Regions from separate parts of the Drosophila melanogaster genome. Here region 1 is linked to region 2. The links are chromatin contacts, called in public Hi-C maps. All regions are on one chromosome and are shown on one strand. Each heading gives the region's core, a stretch centred on a gene start, on an enhancer-like site or on the middle of the called end of the contact. The rest is flanking DNA. Distances are from core to core; before and after follow the strand shown.

Evidence for each region. A called contact is a pair of places that touch in the nucleus more often than the background predicts.
Region 1: a contact with region 2 is called in a Hi-C map of the Kc167 cell line, with 1.4 times the contacts expected there. The contact joins two enhancer-like sites. A contact is called at or near these places in 41 of 107 Hi-C or Micro-C datasets (the D17-c3 cell line, the Kc167 cell line, the OSC cell line and 15 more) and 1 of 6 datasets of contacts at active chromatin or transcription factors (the Kc167 cell line).

What each region holds. Positions count from the first base shown.
Region 1 is chrX:10,304,044-10,307,257 of dm6, forward strand. All of the region lies in intron 2 of alpha-Man-Ia (alpha-Mannosidase class I a), which reads right to left. Among named protein-coding and RNA genes, the nearest start is that of alpha-Man-Ia, 20 kb to the right of the region's middle. Within about 2 kb of position 1,863, at least 2 of the 39 cell types and tissues checked have an H3K27ac peak or open chromatin away from gene starts, as enhancers often do. A contact at or near this core is called in the Kc167 cell line and testis, where this site is marked.
Region 2 is chrX:10,251,557-10,254,464 of dm6, forward strand. Hk (Hyperkinetic) reads right to left here. Exons shown (of 12, transcript NM_167222.3): 6 at 2,447-2,751. The coding sequence starts at 2,448. Among named protein-coding and RNA genes, the nearest start is that of Hk, 10 kb to the right of the region's middle. Within about 2 kb of position 1,430, at least 14 of the 39 cell types and tissues checked have an H3K27ac peak or open chromatin away from gene starts, as enhancers often do. A contact at or near this core is called in the Kc167 cell line and testis, where this site is marked.

The sequences.
Region 1 (3,214 bases), core at 613-3,112, 53 kb after region 2:
GCGCATTTGTCCGAGCTCAGGAAACTTTTCCCAAGACATGCCAGATCCCTCACCTTTTACTTTCCCTTCCGCTCTTGCCACTCCTGCCACGCCCCCCCCCTTCCCACCTCTATGCCCCTTATCACCTTGTCCTGTTTTCCTCTTGCCTGCTTTTAGCGTCAAATTGAAGCTTATTGTTGAATTGTTGGCAACTGTTAGCGGCACTTTCTCACTCAGCATTTCTTCGGTCTGGTCTTCCATCTTGCACACAGTCTCTTACCATCTGGATTCTATCCAATTTCTTGGCTGGACAAAACTTTTTATCCATGATATTGCGCTAAGCAGCAGCAGAACGATACACGCGAAGCGGTTTTCTCAAATCATTCATTCGCAACTCACCTGAAAGTAAAAGAGTCGGAAAGTACATGAGTACACTGGGAGAAAGCAATTGGAGTAGATATGATTTACAATTAAGCTAGAGAATTTAGTTCTTAGATTTATGTATGTAATGATAGCAAGTAATTTTGCCCATCATTTTGATTTGCAAATGTTGAATAAATTGAATTATTATTTATAATTGAAACATATTTTTTTTTGTTGATATTTTACCACGTTTAAGGACTCAAATTTATCGGTGTATGTGTGAGCGGCAGGCGCGTGTTTTCCATATAAAGAGGCTGCTTTGCATTGCAATTGGTGGTTATAAATTATGACCGGCCTCCCAGACATGACAGATGTATTACGTTGAAAAGTGGAAGCAACAAAAAAACAAAAAAAAAACAACAAAAAATCAGCGAGAGGAAAGAAAAGAAAAACACTTTATCAGCATGAAAAGAAAATTCACTAGATGGAAAGCAAGTGCTCGCTTGACGGGCAAGCGGAAATAAGCGATAATTGTTGCGACAATGAGAAATAATTCACAACTTTAGTTTCCGTTTTCATTATGCATGACACACAAATGGGATGAGTTAAATGCAAAAACGCTGTGCACTTTGTCAACAATATAAAGTAAGTAATACAGCCGTAATGGTGTTCATTGCAAGTGAGTTACTCTGCCGCATTTCTTTAACATCTGACAGACTTATCTTATCTATCGGATTTTATCCAACCTGCTGTATAAATTATAATTTCTGCAAGTAAATAGAATCTGTGCAGTCGGGGCAACTAGTTCACTTGGCAAAACTAGCTCAACTTGGCGATAATTACAAACGCCCGAGGGACACAAAAGTAGCACCGCAAACTCCCTTACAATTATTTTAATTTCCACAACAGGCCAACTTGCAGCCTTGCCACCCACTGCCACTGCCACTCCCACTACTCCCGCCCACTTTACTTTTTGGGGCAACCCGCACGTGAGAAGCCTGCGGCAAGTTGAAAGCCAAAAACTGCGCCTTACTCCCCACCACCAGCAAAGTGTGCTTTTGTTTACCTAAAAAGTTAAGCAATTTATTATTAAGAAAAACTTTTGCAACCAAAAGTGGAAGGAGACGTAGAATATGGCAGAGGTTACGGCCCTCATGTTTCTGGTCAAAAGAGAATTGCGTATGATAAATGGGCGTATATTAAATAGAGTGCATAACCAGCCAAAGTCAATGCCAATCGAAAGTCATCTATGGGAGTTACTCAGCTTAAAGTTGTTAATAAAGTTGTTAACAAAAAAAGAAAAAGTGTTTAGATTTTAAATACGAAGAAATTAAGTTTCGTATAAAACACGAAATGGTGTTACTCCCTTTTTCTGTATACATAACATATCCACAATTGCATTTACAATAAACAATATTTTCTTCTGGCAAACAACTAAATTCACCCGTCATCGACATCAACAAAAGGAAGTGAGCAAAATTAGCGTTTGTAAATAAATGAGCTAGTCTCGTATAGAATTCATCAGCTTAATTTACCATGCTGTCTCTATCGCACAGCGACGTTTGCTCTCTTTCTATGATATGGCAAAACCAAAAAAGAAAAACACAAGTCACATTGCACATTGAAAATCAAGTAATTAATTTCACACGGAATAAGTTTGCAAAGTTAATTGGCTTAGTGATGCCTCTTGACTGAATATGACTGGCAAAGTTGGTTAGTTGGGAAATAATAATAACAAATTAAGTTTTCCCGACTGCCAGATACTTTAGTACTCACTTTATTTGTTAACTAATTTATGTTTGTATATGAAACAAACTTAAATGATGGTTTGCTAGTTTAGTAGTTTGTTTAGTTAGTTTGTAGTTTTAAGAACTAACTAAATATGATAATATACCTTAAACTAGACATTTGGCACATTCACCTTTCGTTTGTGGTAACTTTTTCCATGAACTTTACAAGCTCCCCTCGCCCTCTTGTAATCGCATTATAGAAATCGCGAGCTTTACATGGGATTTTCTAAGGGTAAGTCAAGTGGAAGGGTTTTGGGGGGGGGGGGGGGGGTCATTTGTTTTATTATTGCTATACATGGGACAAAAATAAAGTTTTACTTTGCATATGGATGTGCATTTGATTTCCCAGCACCATTAAAACTATGTTAATTATTGTAATCTATAATCTCTATTGTCGTAATGCCCAAAGGGCTCAAAATTGTTAGCTGATATTGTCTTTGCAATTGACTGGCGGCGAATGCAGCCGTATTTAATTAAAAGCGCTAATAGTTTTAAAGTTTAAAGTTTTGTTGACGAATAATTAAATTTTCATATTTTCAAAAGATTAAAAAAAAACATAATTCTATTACTAGCATGAAATTAAGCCGTATTATTAAATAATACCACAGTTGCCAGTTGTATGCCATTTAAATGAGTATTTTATTGCATATATCATTAATCAATTTTGCTGAGTAATATGAATACATAATATTTGCGTTACAACTTTTATGTTGTATATATTACATTTGCATAAATCTTAAGTAATATCAAACTGGAGAAAAGCGAAAACCGGTTTGGGATAAACGACCCAAAATCGGTTAGAACTAGTGCCAACTAGTTTCGAGCCATAAGCGAAAGCCATTAAATCACAGTGTTATAGAAAACTATAGAACAACGCCAACTGTTATGTATACTCGGTTATACATATATGCAAATGGCGAGCAAACAAAACGTGACAAATTTAATTGGGAAACACCCACCGAAAAATACGAGCACATAAACAAGGAAACCAAAAAAAAAAAAAAAAAAAAAATAACCGAAAAAAAAACTATAACACGCCAAACACACGGTGCTTTCTCATATGAAAATTTTCCGGCTGGGAA
Region 2 (2,908 bases), core at 180-2,679:
TTTCCTTCTGGTAAAATGCATATATGTATGTACTCTCGTTTATATGCTGCACACACGTGCATATATATGTTTTTCGCTGACACATAAATACCCTATAAGTACTCATCTTTAAGGTTCCTCAGGACCACAGACTCCAGAATAACTGGCTGCCCGCTTAAGTAGGCAATATAAATTCACTTTGAGTGCAACCAAATTCGTGGATTGAATCATAAGCAGAAATAGTATATTTTTTGAAAAGGCCCACGTATAACAAAACAATTCTTTTTTTATAACAAAGCTAAAATAAATATAACAAAGTTTTGGCAAAAATAAAGTTGATTAAAAAAATAAAGGATTCTTCATTCCGGATTTAGCTTCTTAAATAAAAAATATCTAAACACTGTTTAGAAAACCCTTTGTGACGGAAGCTAGCTTTTAATAAAAGTGCATCGAAACACTCTAAAAGCCCCATTATAAGCCACCCTTTTTTGATCGAAATAAATGGCCAAGGACTGCGGCTAATGCATTGGCTTGGGAACCGGGCTGGAACGAATCCAAATATTGCACAAATGGCGCCGGAGTAATAATGAATAATGTATAAGTGCAAAGAAGTCACTTGCCAAAGGCCATAACCAACACCCCCGGTCAGCTTTCAATGGATATAAGTGTTTAAATACACAGCCGCGCCGCGTTATGTGGGCCATATAAAATATGAATCTAACTGCATGGGAATATTAAATTACACTTTGCGCTCGGCAAGCAAAATTAATTCACAGAAGCCCGTAGCAATTAAAAGGCACTTACTCACGGCAATTGATTGCGTTTCGGATTTCGTTTTTGCACATAAATGTTGGATGATGTTACGGTTAGATGCCTCAATTTCGATCCGATTGCCGGAACAGCGGACTGCAGACTGCAGGCTGTGCCAAATCAAATATAATAAAACCCCGGTTCTCCCGGCTACAAACGGTCGGAAATGCACCTGTGCGCTGATGGGGTTTACCTGGCAGGTCGATTAATGACTTGGCCTTAATGAAAAATTAACCATTTTAATTTGAGGCCAACGCAGAAGCATGTTATTTGCTAATTTTCCCATCAAGCTTAAGGCGCGCAAAGTGCTCGCATAGTAATTACGTTAGAATAGAAACCGCGGCGTTTAAATCAAGTTACTGTAGAATTTCCATTAAAAATTAACCTGGATTGATTTCTTAATTAACCTGGAATGATTTCTTTTACGCTTTAACCTTTCATTTGTTTTCAACATATAACTAAATAGAAATATTGTATAGCATTCTGAATTTCTTGCTGGAATTGCAAACACAGATTTCATTTGAAATGCATTTATTTTGCGATGCACCTAGCCCACTGCACGTGGGCGCCATCTGTGGCATGCAAATGCAACTGCCTGCTGTATTACATGGCGTATACTTGATATGCCTCGCTTTTTACATGCCACTTACACGGATTCTACATGCAACTTTCGTAGCATACTTTTCAGGGTTAAGTGCACTACTCAGATTTGTTTCGAACTTTTCGCAAAAAGTTTCATTGAATGCCCTTTTGTTGTTATTTAATTGTATGAGTCATAAAAACAATTGTGCCACGAAAATCACTCATTTCACTTGGACGAGGTAAAAGCTTCTGGAAGAAGTCCAAGAAGAAAATAAAAAAAAACAAGGTGGCCTGACTTAATGCCGCGAAACGCAGTTCAAACAATGTAAGGAAAATGCAAATAATCCGATTCTGTATAATTGCACACTTTTGCCGAGAACACTTAATAAGATGCGACAGCGGATACATTTACATTTTCTGGGAAAACAGTTCGTGTTCATTTAAGTTACTTCTTTAATATGGCAATTTGTAGATACTTTTTATATCCTCTGCTAAAATTGTTACTCATTAAATACCTAAGCAAATGTATGCAAATATATATTAAGCAAAAGTGTTATTTTTTAATAAGTAAATCACTTTTCATCGAGTTCGTAGCTAGAGTCATGATTTTTCATTCTTCAGCACACACAATAAAATCGAACCATAAAATCGGTTTAATAGAGTGATACCCTTATCGCCTTATTTACTGCCTTTCCACGCTGACAATCCCGTCAATGAACCATATTCAGTTAAATTTCATAGGAATGGGGACATTTTACACGATGATGATCAAATTTAATACGCTCTTTTATTACATTACACTTTGTATGTGATGCTCGTCTGGCATTCATTGATTTTGGAGTGCGAAATCAGGCCACACAAGAATTTTGCTAGAACAAAGGACTTCAAAGTTGGACAATGGCTGCTTCGGACAATTTTTGACTTTTGCACAGCAGGGCAAGGGATTTTTGCTTTGTCGGTTTTGCCAACATAATAAAACTTGTTGGTGTAGTGTACAATTTAGTTGGCTTTTATATCAAACTTATATATATATATAATACATATATTTTGCGGCTAGTTGTTAGATTGTACTCACATGATGCGGTGGTAGGCATCGAGCTGGTTGTGCGCACAGGTCACGGACTGCTCAGATTCGGTGGAATCATCGCGCAGCGTTGCAACGCCGAGCGGCAGAATCGGTATGATCGCAGCTGTGGCAGCTGCGGCCGTTGCCGGCGGCCCCGCCAATGTCGCCGATTGTCCCGCTCCCGCTCCTGCTACTGCAACCGCTATCGCTGTCCCGCTTCCAGGTACCGCTGCTGACGCTCCTCTGCCCGCCCCGACTGCGCTGCCAGGGAAGGTCTGCTGTGTGGAGGATGATGATGTCGTACTATCGAGCTCCTGTTCAAAGTGAGTTCCCAAAGAAAGTATATTTAGCTAAGCGGCTCATCATTGAAAAGGTGGACAAAAGCGGTGTATCAAAGGATCTAAAATAGAGGGGTTCCTTGAGTTTCTTAAGCTACAAAGAAAACTATAACGTTTATTTAAAGAGTAAAGT